2 separate regions of the Pan troglodytes genome follow, and region 1 is linked to region 2. Evidence: chromatin contacts called from public Hi-C data. All regions are on one chromosome and are shown on one strand. Each heading gives the region's core, a stretch centred on a gene start, on an enhancer-like site or on the middle of the called end of the contact. The rest is flanking DNA. Distances are from core to core; before and after follow the strand shown.

Region 1 (5,898 bases), core at 1,556-4,055, 310 kb after region 2:
CCCCACTTCCTGTGTTATGAAATGCTGGACATAGTTTTCTCTTGGCTCAGTGGCAATTTGATAAAGAGCGAAGAGCTGAGATGAAAGACATAGCGAACACTGCCCTCTTTTGTCCACCCTGGGTTTCTGCCACTTCTCTTTGGTAAGTGTATCAGGCAGACACGAGTTAAAGTCGTGCTAGTTAAGTAAACCTTTGTGTGTAACTCCATTTCAGTTGTTCTCTGTGTGACTCCCCAGTTTCAGCAGTGTGGAACATCTTTATTTTGGTGTCATAAACATTCTGGCTTACCCAAGCCTGCCACTTTGCGCCAGAAACCATTTAATGATGGTTGTTCGGTGCCGACCCCAAAAAAGTGGATGTAAAGCAAAAAAGAGGCTCTATTGTCTGAGGTTTTCCTGCTCCGTTTGGATTACCAGGGAGTTAAAGATAAAACCCCAGGCAGAAAGCTACATGTCAGCAGTAAGGGAACAAGATTACCTCTCACGTTACTCATTTAGAAGAGACGGCTTTTGTCTTAGTGTTTTGAGAAATTCTTCTTAAATAATTTGGTTATGACTTTCTTGTGTGTTGTGTGAGACATGTAGGAAGGAGCTTTATAAAGGAAATATAGTGCCACGTTGCTTAAATTTATTGAGGCAACCCTAGCAAGAGAAGTGCATTTCTGTTTGTAGAACAACTTATACATTTTTCATAGGCATAAATAGAAATTAAAAATTAATATGGGCTGGGTGCAGTGGCTCATGCCTGTAATCCCAGCACTTTGGGAGGCCAAGGCGGTGGATCATCTATGGTCAGGAGTTTGAGACCAGCCTGGCCAACATGGTGAAACCCCATCTTTACTAAAACTACAAAAATTAGCCAGTCGTAGTGGCAGGTGCCTGTAATCCAGCTACTCAGGAGGCTGAGGCAGGATAATCAGTTGCACCTGGGAGGCAGAGGTTGCAGTGAGCCGAGATCATGCCACTGCATGCCAGCCTGGGAAACAGAGCAAGAAAAATAAAATTAATATGACCTCCTTTCTTGGTTGACCTGAATCATACTTTGCAGTTATTTTTTTTTCTTGTGAAAGTGAGTTTGTATTTGGAAGGTCTGCAGAGAACACCAGGGATGAAGAGGTAGAGGAGGGAATAACGTTAGTTAGGAGTACAGTTTAGAGTGCTGTTGGCTGTTTGCCCAAATGCAAATTATTTAATTTGATCTGAAAGCTTTAAATGTAATATTTGTGAGGATTCAGTCCATCAGTAAATCATCAGATATGTGTGTACATTTGCTGTGTACCCAACTAGGCATCAAACATGACAATAGGGGAGATTGTGTTCTGGTTGGAAAAGGAAGAATTAATTTAAGAAAATAGTTTGGAGTCTGCTTCCTATAATTTTGTTCTTAAATTTTAACCTAGTGGCAGCAACTTTATGTCCTTTCTCTCCCAGGACAGTTCTAGGGACAAATATTTAGCTCCACTGTGCCTACCAGGGAATTGTATTTGACAGCACGTGTGCTTTGATTGGCAGCTTGAAAAACATGGTTAAAGTCGTGATCAGCACGAATGGAACAGTCAGGAAATGGGTCCCAGGGAACTTTTCCACTCCCACTACTCTTTGAAAAGCCCTGCAAAGATGCTATTGCAAATTTCTGTCTCATCAAACCAGGGATATTACCTTTATAAAAAGAATGCAAGCACTCATAATTCATGATATCCTCTCACCAACGATAGATCTCTAAATTATCAGGAGTAAAGTATATTTAAGAGTAAGAAAATATCTATCAAAGAAGAAAGTCAAGAAATGAATCTGTTTAGTTGTTTTCTTCCTGCTAAGAGCCTCTGATGGAGCATTTACACTGGCTTATGCTCATGTGTGTAGGATCGGCCAAATGCAAGTGGAAAATTATTAGCCAGGCAGTAGTCAGAATGCTCATCCATTCAAGAGCTTCCATTCAGATATATGGAGCTGAAATCTGAAACTAAGGGCTCTGTCCTAACTTTAGCAACTTAATTGCATAGAGCTCCACAGTGGCCTGATTAAGAATGGCTGGTGTCTTGAAATATTTTGAAAATACTGATACCAAAAGATTTTATTCTGAAAAATTATTATCCAATGAGGAAAACGAAAAGGAACCAGTTACAGAAAAGCCTACAGTCTCCGGGGATTGATGATAGAGCACATCATTGAAATGACTGCTATTTCAGAGAAAAGCAGTGCTGAGTTTACATGCTTTCCTTATAACATGAAATTTTAGTCCTTTGTCCAACACTGGGAAGTTAGAGGGAAGGAAACGTCTCTTTACTAACGAGAAAATGCACATTTGCTTCAAAACTATGGGGATGTTCTTTTTTTTTTTTTTTAACGGTATCCTTGTAAGTTTCTTTATTTGAAATGTGCATGAAATACCACATATGAATTTCTTGAATTTATGTAGTACTTGACTTGTCAAAGATCTTTCTCATGGGTAGGATTATTGGCAGTAAAGATAAGCTGTGGGAGAAAGGCCGGGGAAAAGTCAGTTGATGGTGTTAATTTATGAAGCAGACTGGAAACAGAAACTAAAGGCTTATTTTCTCTCATTTGAGCAACAGGCTGGTGTTTGGCAAACTGTCCTGGGGGATATTTAGGTGAAGGGCAGGCGTCGTGATCGAAGACTTATCTCCCTTCTTTTCATCTGCACACTTCTTCTCTGACCACAGTTTGAGCACTTTTCAATCACCAGCAGTCTCAGCAGGGCAAGGCTGCCACACGCTTGCTAATGGTATCCCAAACGCTGCATTTCTGGGGCTCATCCAGGAAGCACGGTGATAGACAAGCGAGTTACCGTATTTCCTCTGAAACTGCCTCCCTAAACATCAAATCAATCAGCATGGTTGGACTGCAGGCCACCACTATGTGCTGGCACTAACTATACCATGCTTCCAGGCCCTGCTTGATAATTCCAAAATAACAAAGGACACACAGGCACGCCTATAAAGCGTAATGACTGTTTAGTTGGCCTTTCCGTGGGAATATAGAATCTGCCAAACATAACTACTGATTTAGAGCTCGTCTAGGAATTCCTCCTAGCCCTGAGGTCTCAGTGTTTAGAGATATTTTCCATAAACTGGCTTAAGCCACTGCAGCATTGAATAAATAAATGCAAAGCACAAAGCTGCCAGTGTCTCTCTGGAAGAGTAGATTCTGTGCAGTGGGGTAACACAATGAGCTGTGCATGGAGCCTCTCTCAGAACCGTGAGTAGCGAACTTCCATCTGACAAAACAGATTTTCTAGTTTGACTTTGAACTTAAGTCAACAAAGATAGAAAAAGTGTGGAAAGTGTAGTCATTTAAAAAGAAGGTCCTGGTGACTATTTTGCTAACTGCAGAAGGCTCTTTACCAGAGTGTTAGCAGTTTATTTTTCAGAGCATTTCCTCAAGACAATGTGTATGAAAGCATTTTGTAATCAGTGGAGTACTTAAACGGCAATGACTATGCAGATACATTTCCAAACTCCTCAAAGTGAAAATGTGTTAGAACATCAGATAAGAGTGAACAAATCACAAAAGAGGCATTGCACATCCCTTATAGGCACGCGAGACAGTGTGTTCCATTTTGAGAGATCTTATTAAGGAGATTGAAGAGGCTGGGATAATTTCGAATACGATTTCTACCCAGGCAGAGTCAGATGCAGAATTAAAGAAGATAAAGTAGGAGACTTTAGGAGAAATGTATACAGTTCTCATTACCATATACATCCTCTCTTCCTTTAGTCAGAACAACAGCTCTTTGAAATCAGGAAAAAAATAGTCTTGCTCAGCCAAGAGGAACCTGGAAGCTCCCCTTGGATGTTACTGCCCAGGCAAACCTGATGTTCTGTAGTGTGTTCACTAGGATTCCAGAAGCTGGCCAAGTAAGGATGAAGCATCACTGTTTTAGGGGGAGCCAAACTGTGGTGTCCATGGCTGTTCCCCTATGCATCAGTCATTAAGCTTGCCACCAGCTGCTGACATCTAAAGCTGAAAGGAGGGATGTCACGGTACAATAAAATGTATAAGCCAATAAACCTTTATTTGGTGATTGGTCATGCTCTTCTGTATCCTGCCTGGCCATAGCCTATTTTTATCACCAGACTCAAGGAGGGCCTTCACTCACAGAGCTTGTCCACAATAAAGGCTCATTCGTTCCAGGCATAAGCATTGCCCCTAGAGCAGCCTCTACCTTCTCTTAAATAAGAAGACCAAGGGAAACCCAACAACAATAGCAACAGTAATAACAAAACAATTGAGGACTGGACACTCATGAGCAGCACCATTGGCTGGGAGACCTGGTCCGGGATAGGTTGGGTGCTGGTTCCCAGGAAGGCGTACTTTTCACTGGAGTCTCAGTTGCTGGAGAAACAATGCTGAAGGTTCTCTTTGGTGACCATGTTATGTTTTTTTGTCTATGGAAACTCAAGCCCCGTGTGGAGGGAGTGCAGAACTTTGAAAGAGCAGTTCAGTAGACACACTAGCCAGGTCCCAGCTTTTCTATAGAAGGATCCTCATTCCTTGCTCAGAGAGATGCTGCCTTGATCTGAGTCTTTATTACTGAGAGAGGAGAAACTGTGCTGTGATATCAGCTATTGTGGTCAAGTTCATAGAGAACTTCTATCTAATCCTCCAAACCTGCTCTTAAGGTGGGTGTTTCCCTCATGACCCCACAAATCTAACTTTGTGTCATAGAGCTTTGATTTTTGTTCCAGCCCTGACACTTTACAGACATGAGCAATCTTAAGCAAAATGAGTTTCGAGAAGGTTACATAATTTGCTTCTTCCAGGTAAAAGAGACAGCAGGTATAAAGGTCCTGAGGTAGGAATGGAATGGGCATGAATGAATGAGTGAAAGTGCCTTGAAATAATCTCTTCACCAGGTTGTTTCGTTTTCTTTATTTATGTCTTCTTAGCAAGGATTTCTCTAATATCCATCATATCTCTATTCCATTCTCCTGATTTCATTTCTTCAGAACACTTATCTCTTTCAGAAATTATCGTATTTGCTTCCTTGTTATTGCCTTGTTAGCTGAAAAGTCAATTCCAAGACAGTAAAGGCCTTGATGGTTTTACTCAACTACAGTATTCTCAGCACCTCAATGCCTGATACAAGCAGATACACATCCCAAACACCTTATCTGAAGCCCATTGGGGCCAAGTGTTTTGACAATTCAGAATTTAGGAATCTCAAATGGTGAGTATCACTAAGTTATATAACACCCCACAGAGTTTGGGGCTGCATCCCATAATCAAACACATTTGCTTTTCTGCTGTGAAACATGCAAAATGTATCAATACAGTAGTGCCCTCTTATCCATGGGGGATCCAGTCCAAGACCACCAGTGGATGCCTGCAAGCTTGGGCAAGACCAAACCCTATGTAAACTCTTTCTTTCTCCCTCTTTCTTTCCTTTCTTTCTTTCTTTTCTTTTTTCTTTCTTTCTTTCTTTCTCTTTCTTTCCTTTCTTTCTTTTCTTTTTTCTTTCTTTCTCTCTTTCTCTCTCTCTCCCCTCCCCTCCCTTCCCCCCCCTCCTTCCCTCCCTCCCTCCTTCCTTCCTTCCTTTCTTCCCTCCTTCTGTTTAAGATAGAGTCTCTCTCTGTTACCCAGGTTGGAGTACAGTGGCACTATCTCAACTCATTGTAGCCTCAACCTCCTGGACTCAAGCGATCCTCCTACTTCAGCCTTCTGAGTAGCTGAGACTACAGGTGTGTACTGCCACATCAGGCTAATTTTGTTAATTTTTTGTAGAGACAGGATCTTCATATGTTGCCTAGGCTGGTCTTGAATTTCTGGACTTAAGCAGTCTTCCTGCCTTGGCCTCCCAAAGTGCTGGATTACAGGTGTGACCCACTACACCTGGCCTCATTGTGTTTTTTCTTATATAACCACACTGTATGGGGA
Region 2 (5,679 bases), core at 358-2,857:
TTACAGATGTGCACTGGCCACCTGGGTGCTAATCTCAGCCCTTCACCTCACTATTCCTGAGTCTTTAATCAGGTATTTTTTTCTGCTCATAATCTGAATGAAGGGTTCCCTCACAGCCCTAAGATAAGAATCAGGCCAGGCACGGTAGCTCATGCCTGTAATCCTAGCACTTTGGGAGGCTGAGGCGGGTGGATTACCTGAGGTCAGGAGTTCGAGACCAGCCTGACCAACATGGTGAAACTCCGTCTCTACTAAAAATACAAAAATTAGCCAGGTGTGGTGGTGACCGCCTGCAATCCCAGCTATTTGGGAGCCTGAGGCAGGAGAATCGCTTGAGCCTGGGAAGCAGAGGTTGCAATGAGCCGAGATGGCACCACTGCACTTCAGCCTGGGTGACAGAGTGAGACCCTGTCTCAAAAAAAAACAAAAAACAAAAAACAAAAAACAGCACCAGCTCTCCTCTGCTGTCTGTCTCCTCAGCATTTACCCCCCTAGATTGTATCAGTTGACAAATATTTATTCAGCACCTCTTATACCAGGCACTGTGCTAGACTCTGGCATGCTGTCATGGACAAACAACCAACCATGGAGCTCAGCTTTGGACAGAGGAGACAGACGGAAAACAAACCAGGCCCTCATTAAATGGCAGGCGTGACTAGTGCTCTGTGGTCACCCAGTGCTGTGGGAGGCCATCGTCACTGTGGGAAGCCCAAGCTGGTCTGGTGCCTCAGGAAATCTTCTCTGAGGAGGTGATATTTATTTATTTATAATTGAAACAGTGTCTCCCTATGTTGCCCAGGCTGGTTTCAAACTCCGAAAATCAAGCCTAATTCTCCCATTACAGCCTTACCAGTGCTGGGATTACAGGCATGCACCGCTGCACCCCACAGTAGGTGATATTTAAAGCTTCGTGCAATTCTGAAGAAAGATGCCATATTCAGCTATTATTTTTAAGTCATTCAGAAAATGTATGTTGCATAAGAAGTTTGTGTGTAGGGCAGGTACAAACATAGCAAAGTACACTCCTCTGTCTCTGGAAACGATAGTTTTTATGTCCCAAAGGAACTGTAATGATCTGATATTGAATCAAAAAACGACTGAACTCACTCAACTAAGAAATTGTCTTTGTTCAAAAGAGACAATTCAGTTCCCCAAGGATAGGCTATCATGAAATTTGAATGTAACTGAGACTCCAGACTGGTGACATCTCCAAATCTGATGCTTTTCTGTCATCCTGGTGGAGTTATCTTGGAGCGATAAGAGAACTGCGTGCTCTCATCCCGCTCCACGAGCTAATGTTTCACAGGCTGACAATGACAGGGTGATTGCCTTTGATTAAAGCATATTTTCAATTATCCCTTGGGTACTTACAGCCTGTTAGGTTTGCATTATAAAATGAACCCAAGGTCCTCCAAGGATCCACAAGACGGTCCAAAGTCCTTATTGTGTGTGCATTTGGTTAATTATTGGATTGCTCAAAAACGTAGTCATGAATTGACTTCACTGCGCAGTAGATGTCTAAATGGTTAATGCGGATTCCTCCTCGGAGAAAAACCAGACCCGTCTTTGACCCTCCTGCAGTGATTTCTAAACCACTAGAGGGAGCAAGAGGCCACCTCAGAACTAAGTCCACCCTGGGCGAGTCCGCATTTGGTGACTGAAACCAAGCCAAGTGTTCCCAAATGTTCTGGAAAGGAACCAAGTCAGGGCGTCTCCCATCTCTAAGCCTCCCCAGGCACCCCTAAAATCTGGTGCAGTTCCAGGCCACTCCTTAACAAGCCTGAGGTTCCACTTGAAGGTCCGACGCTGTTTGGAGTCATCCTCAGGACACTGGGGATCGTATGTCAGTGCTGGGGGAGGGGAGGAGGGAGTGATGCGATTCCAGCTGCAGCCGCGTCCATTCCACCGCGGGCCAGGCCCTATATAGGCGCACAAGTTATTTGAACAGGAAGAGGGACAAATATAAAGCCATGACCACACGGAATCGGGGCGCTTTACCCAAACTAAGAGATTTGGGGGGTGGGGCGGGGGGCTTCTTGGGCTGCTGTCTGAGCTGTCTTTAAGAGTAAGAAGAACCGGGCCAGGCGCGGTGGCTCACGCCTGTTATCCCAGCACTTTGCGAGGCCGAGGTGGGCGGATCACGAGGTCAGGAGTTCGAGACCATCCTGGCTAACATGGTGAAACCCCGTCTCTATTAAAAATACAAAAATTAGCTGGACATGCTAGCGCATGCCTGTAATACCAGCTACTTGGGAAGCTGAGGCAGGAGAATCGCTTGAACCAGGGAGTCAGAGGTTGCAGTGAGCAGAGATCGAGCCACAGCATTCCAGCCTGGCGACAGAGGGAGACTGTGTCTCATTTAAAAAAAAAAAAAAAAAAAAAAAAGTAAGAAGAACGGGCCGGGCGCGGTGGCTCACATCTGTATTGCCAGCACTTTGGGAGGCCGAGGCAGGTGAATCACTTGAGGCAAGGAGTTCGAGACCAGCCTGGCCAACATGCAGAAACCCCGTCTCTACTAAATATATAAAAATTAGCCGGGTGTGGTGTCGCATGCCTGTAGTCCCAGCTACTTGGGAGGCTGAGGCACAAGAATCGCTTGAACCTGGGAGATGGAAGTTGCAGTGAGCCGAGATCGTTTCACTGCACTCCAGACTGGGCGACAGAGTGAGACTCCGTCTCAAAAAAAAAGAGAGAGAGAGAAGAACGACCAGAGGTGTGTTTCTTCTAGAGGGAACTGCATGAACAAAGGCATACGGACAGGAGCAGGGAGAGGGGTGGCCATGAACTCCATCAGTGGCTGCGACTGGTGAGTCGTACTCCTATGGGCACTTTTGAGTAGATTTAAAATGCAACAGGGCCCCAGCAACTTCAAAGAGATAAGGGAGGAGCTGAACTTAAATTCCACTCAAATTAAAATGTCTAAAATTGGCTCCTGTAACATAGATCCGTGGCTGATAATGTCCACTTTGCATCAACTGCTGAAATTCTCAAACATTAAAAAAAAAAAACAACTTGGCTGCTGGTAAGAAATGGCATAGTAGGTTTTGCATTTATTATCACAAAAACAGTATTTTGACAGACTAGCCTTCGTTGGGGAATTAAAAGATTTAACTTTCTGAGGCTCTTCCATAAAAATAACATTCTAAAACAAGCGTGCATTATAGAAAATATTTATTATCAAATAATATCATATGGCAGCCCTGTGAAAAACCTGATATTATTGAGGGAAGCTGCATTTTGTTCACTTGAGAAAATAAAGGTTGGCTGAACCAAAATGATTTATCCAACTACAAGATTCATGTATTTGTGGTTGAGTTATGTTGCTACAGACACCAGTAGCACCACACACACACACACACACACACACACACACAGACACACACACAATATTGATAATTCAGATTTAATGCCTGTCTCTATTCTGGTCAAATTCAGGCATGATTGTGATGATTTCCAAGCTTTGTGTTCATTCTCTAACACGTATTGTACTAAATAAGAGTGCAATGACATATTTTTATTTGTAAAGATACATGAAAGTAAACTTGATTTAAGATATACTTCAACACATTTTGAGATAATTAGAGACACGCCAGACTATCACACACACAAAAAGTAAGGAATTACTAATATAAATTCTGTCAAAGATTCCTGTAGGTGATTCGAATTTGCCAGTGACAGAACCTGGATTAGATTAGGCAGTTCTGGCCTGTGTAACTGTTGCAGCCAAAAATCCCTTGAATGTCAGCGATTCATTTGGTTTAACCTAATACCCACCCATGAACCTAGTTTATTGCCATAGAAGTTCGCATCAAATCTTTATTCTGCACATTTAATAAACAAGTTGTCTAGGGCTGTGTGTGATAGATTTAAGTTTTTTCCCTTAGCATCCAAATGAGATTGAAGGTATTTCCAAATAAAAGGCAATTTAAAACTGCAGGCTCACACTTCAGATAGTGGTTATCTTATCTGCCTGTCTGAGTCCTGTTTGCTTTCACTAAAGCCACCAATAGAACCTGAGAAAGTGGCATTGGAGATTCAAGAGTTCCCTCTTCACCCCACCTGGAGGACAAAGGAAGAGCTTTTCTGATAGGTGCTGCTTAGTACTCCCTCTTGGAGCATGGCTTAAAATTCACAGCCCTCTCTGTGACCTTTTCAAGTTTCATTCTAAAGCTGTGTGACAAATAGCTCATCCTTGTGTCACACGTGCAATCACACACACCACCTAGAGGATAAACACCAGCTGGGTCTACATTTTACCTGAAGGTTGAATGAAAAATAAATATTTCAATTACCCTGATACTTCCAAAATCCAGATGGACCAATAGAAGTATACAGGTCATTTCCTTTCAGTTTAGTTTTGCTATTCCATTTTATATGGCCTGGTATTTCCAATGCCATTTTACTCCTTCCAAAGCATATCTGAATATATGAGCTTATTTGATGCTCCTCACAGCCACGGAAAGAAAGGGCAGCATTCTATCACCATTTGCACACAGAAACTCAGTAGGTCAGGCATACTGGCTCATACCTGTGGTCCCAGCACTTTGGGAGGCTGAGGTGGGCAGATCACTTGAAGCCAGGAGTTCAAGATCAGCCTGGCCAACATGGTGAAACCCCGTCTCTACTAAAATTTAAAAAAAAATTAGCCTGGCATGGTGGTGTCCACCTGTAATCCCAGCTACTCAAGAGGCTGAGGCATGAGAATCTCTTGAACCTGGGAGGCAGAGGTTGCAGTGAGCCCAGATGGCACCACTGTACTCCAGCCTGGTGATGGAGCAAGACTCTGTCTCCAAAAAAAAAAAAAAAAAAAAGAAACTGAGTAGGAGAGGTCACTGATTTACTCAAGCTACTGTCATACTCAGATAAGGAAAGAACAGGGACCCTCCTGGCTCCCAGCAATGATATCTCAAACATCATTGTGCTCTTTGCCATTTGAAATAACTTATGTGCACATAATGGGGACAGAGTTGCTAACCAACGAACTCAAAGGAAAACATTCTTTTTCTCCTCTCATCTAAATGGGGTGGACTTTAGTGTTCCTTTGTCTTTTTTTTTTCTTTTTGAGACAAGGTATCGCTCTGTCACCCAGGCTGGAGTGCAGTGGCGCAGTCACAGTTTACTGCAGCCTCAACCCCCGGGCTCAAGCGATCCTCTAACCTCAGCCTCTTGGGTAGTTGGAACCAAAGGCATGTGCCACTATACCTGGCTAATTTTTGTATATTTTGTAGACATGGGGTCTGGCCATGTTGCCCAAGCTGGTCTCTAGCTCCTGAGCTCAAGCAATCTGCTGGCCTCCACTTCCCAAAGTGCTGGGATTACAGGCGTGAGCCACCACGCCTGGCCTCCTGTGTCCTTTTCCTAGCATTATGGTTCACACTGTATAAAAGCCACTAAATTCAAAAGGTAATTTGGATACAGTTCCTTCTACGTGCGAGGCTGAGTATTTGGTGACCAGGAAGAAACAGCAAGGAGATAAGAAATAGAAAGTAATTTCCCAGAACTTTATGAACAAATTAGCATATGAACAAATGCATGGAACCAGTGACTCAGTGCCTGGGTGGGGCATCGATTGACCAGAACAATGACGACTTTTGCAGAAACAGGATTTAGGCTCTCACCAGATTATAGGAGTCAACAAATCCTATTCAAGCTCCTGTAAACCTCCTTCTTGTCCTGTAT

What was found. A called contact is a pair of places that touch in the nucleus more often than the background predicts.
Region 1: a Hi-C map of stem cell-derived neural progenitor cells shows a contact between it and region 2, with 7 times the contacts expected there. The contact joins two enhancer-like sites. A contact is called at or near these places in 2 of 7 Hi-C or Micro-C datasets (blood and stem cell-derived neural progenitor cells) and 1 of 1 datasets of contacts at active chromatin or transcription factors (stem cell-derived excitatory neurons).

What each region holds. Positions count from the first base shown.
Region 1 is chr3:75,950,861-75,956,758 of NHGRI_mPanTro3-v2.0_pri, forward strand. No RefSeq gene overlaps it. Among named protein-coding and RNA genes, the nearest start is that of CHIC2, 160 kb to the left of the region's middle. Within about 2 kb of position 2,806, at least 6 of the 24 cell types and tissues checked have an H3K27ac peak or open chromatin away from gene starts, as enhancers often do. A contact at or near this core is called in stem cell-derived excitatory neurons and stem cell-derived neural progenitor cells, where this site is marked.
Region 2 is chr3:75,637,169-75,642,847 of NHGRI_mPanTro3-v2.0_pri, forward strand. It overlaps the pseudogene LOC471242. Among named protein-coding and RNA genes, the nearest start is that of PDGFRA, 12 kb to the left of the region's middle. Within about 2 kb of position 1,608, at least 11 of the 24 cell types and tissues checked have an H3K27ac peak or open chromatin away from gene starts, as enhancers often do. A contact at or near this core is called in stem cell-derived excitatory neurons and stem cell-derived neural progenitor cells, where this site is marked.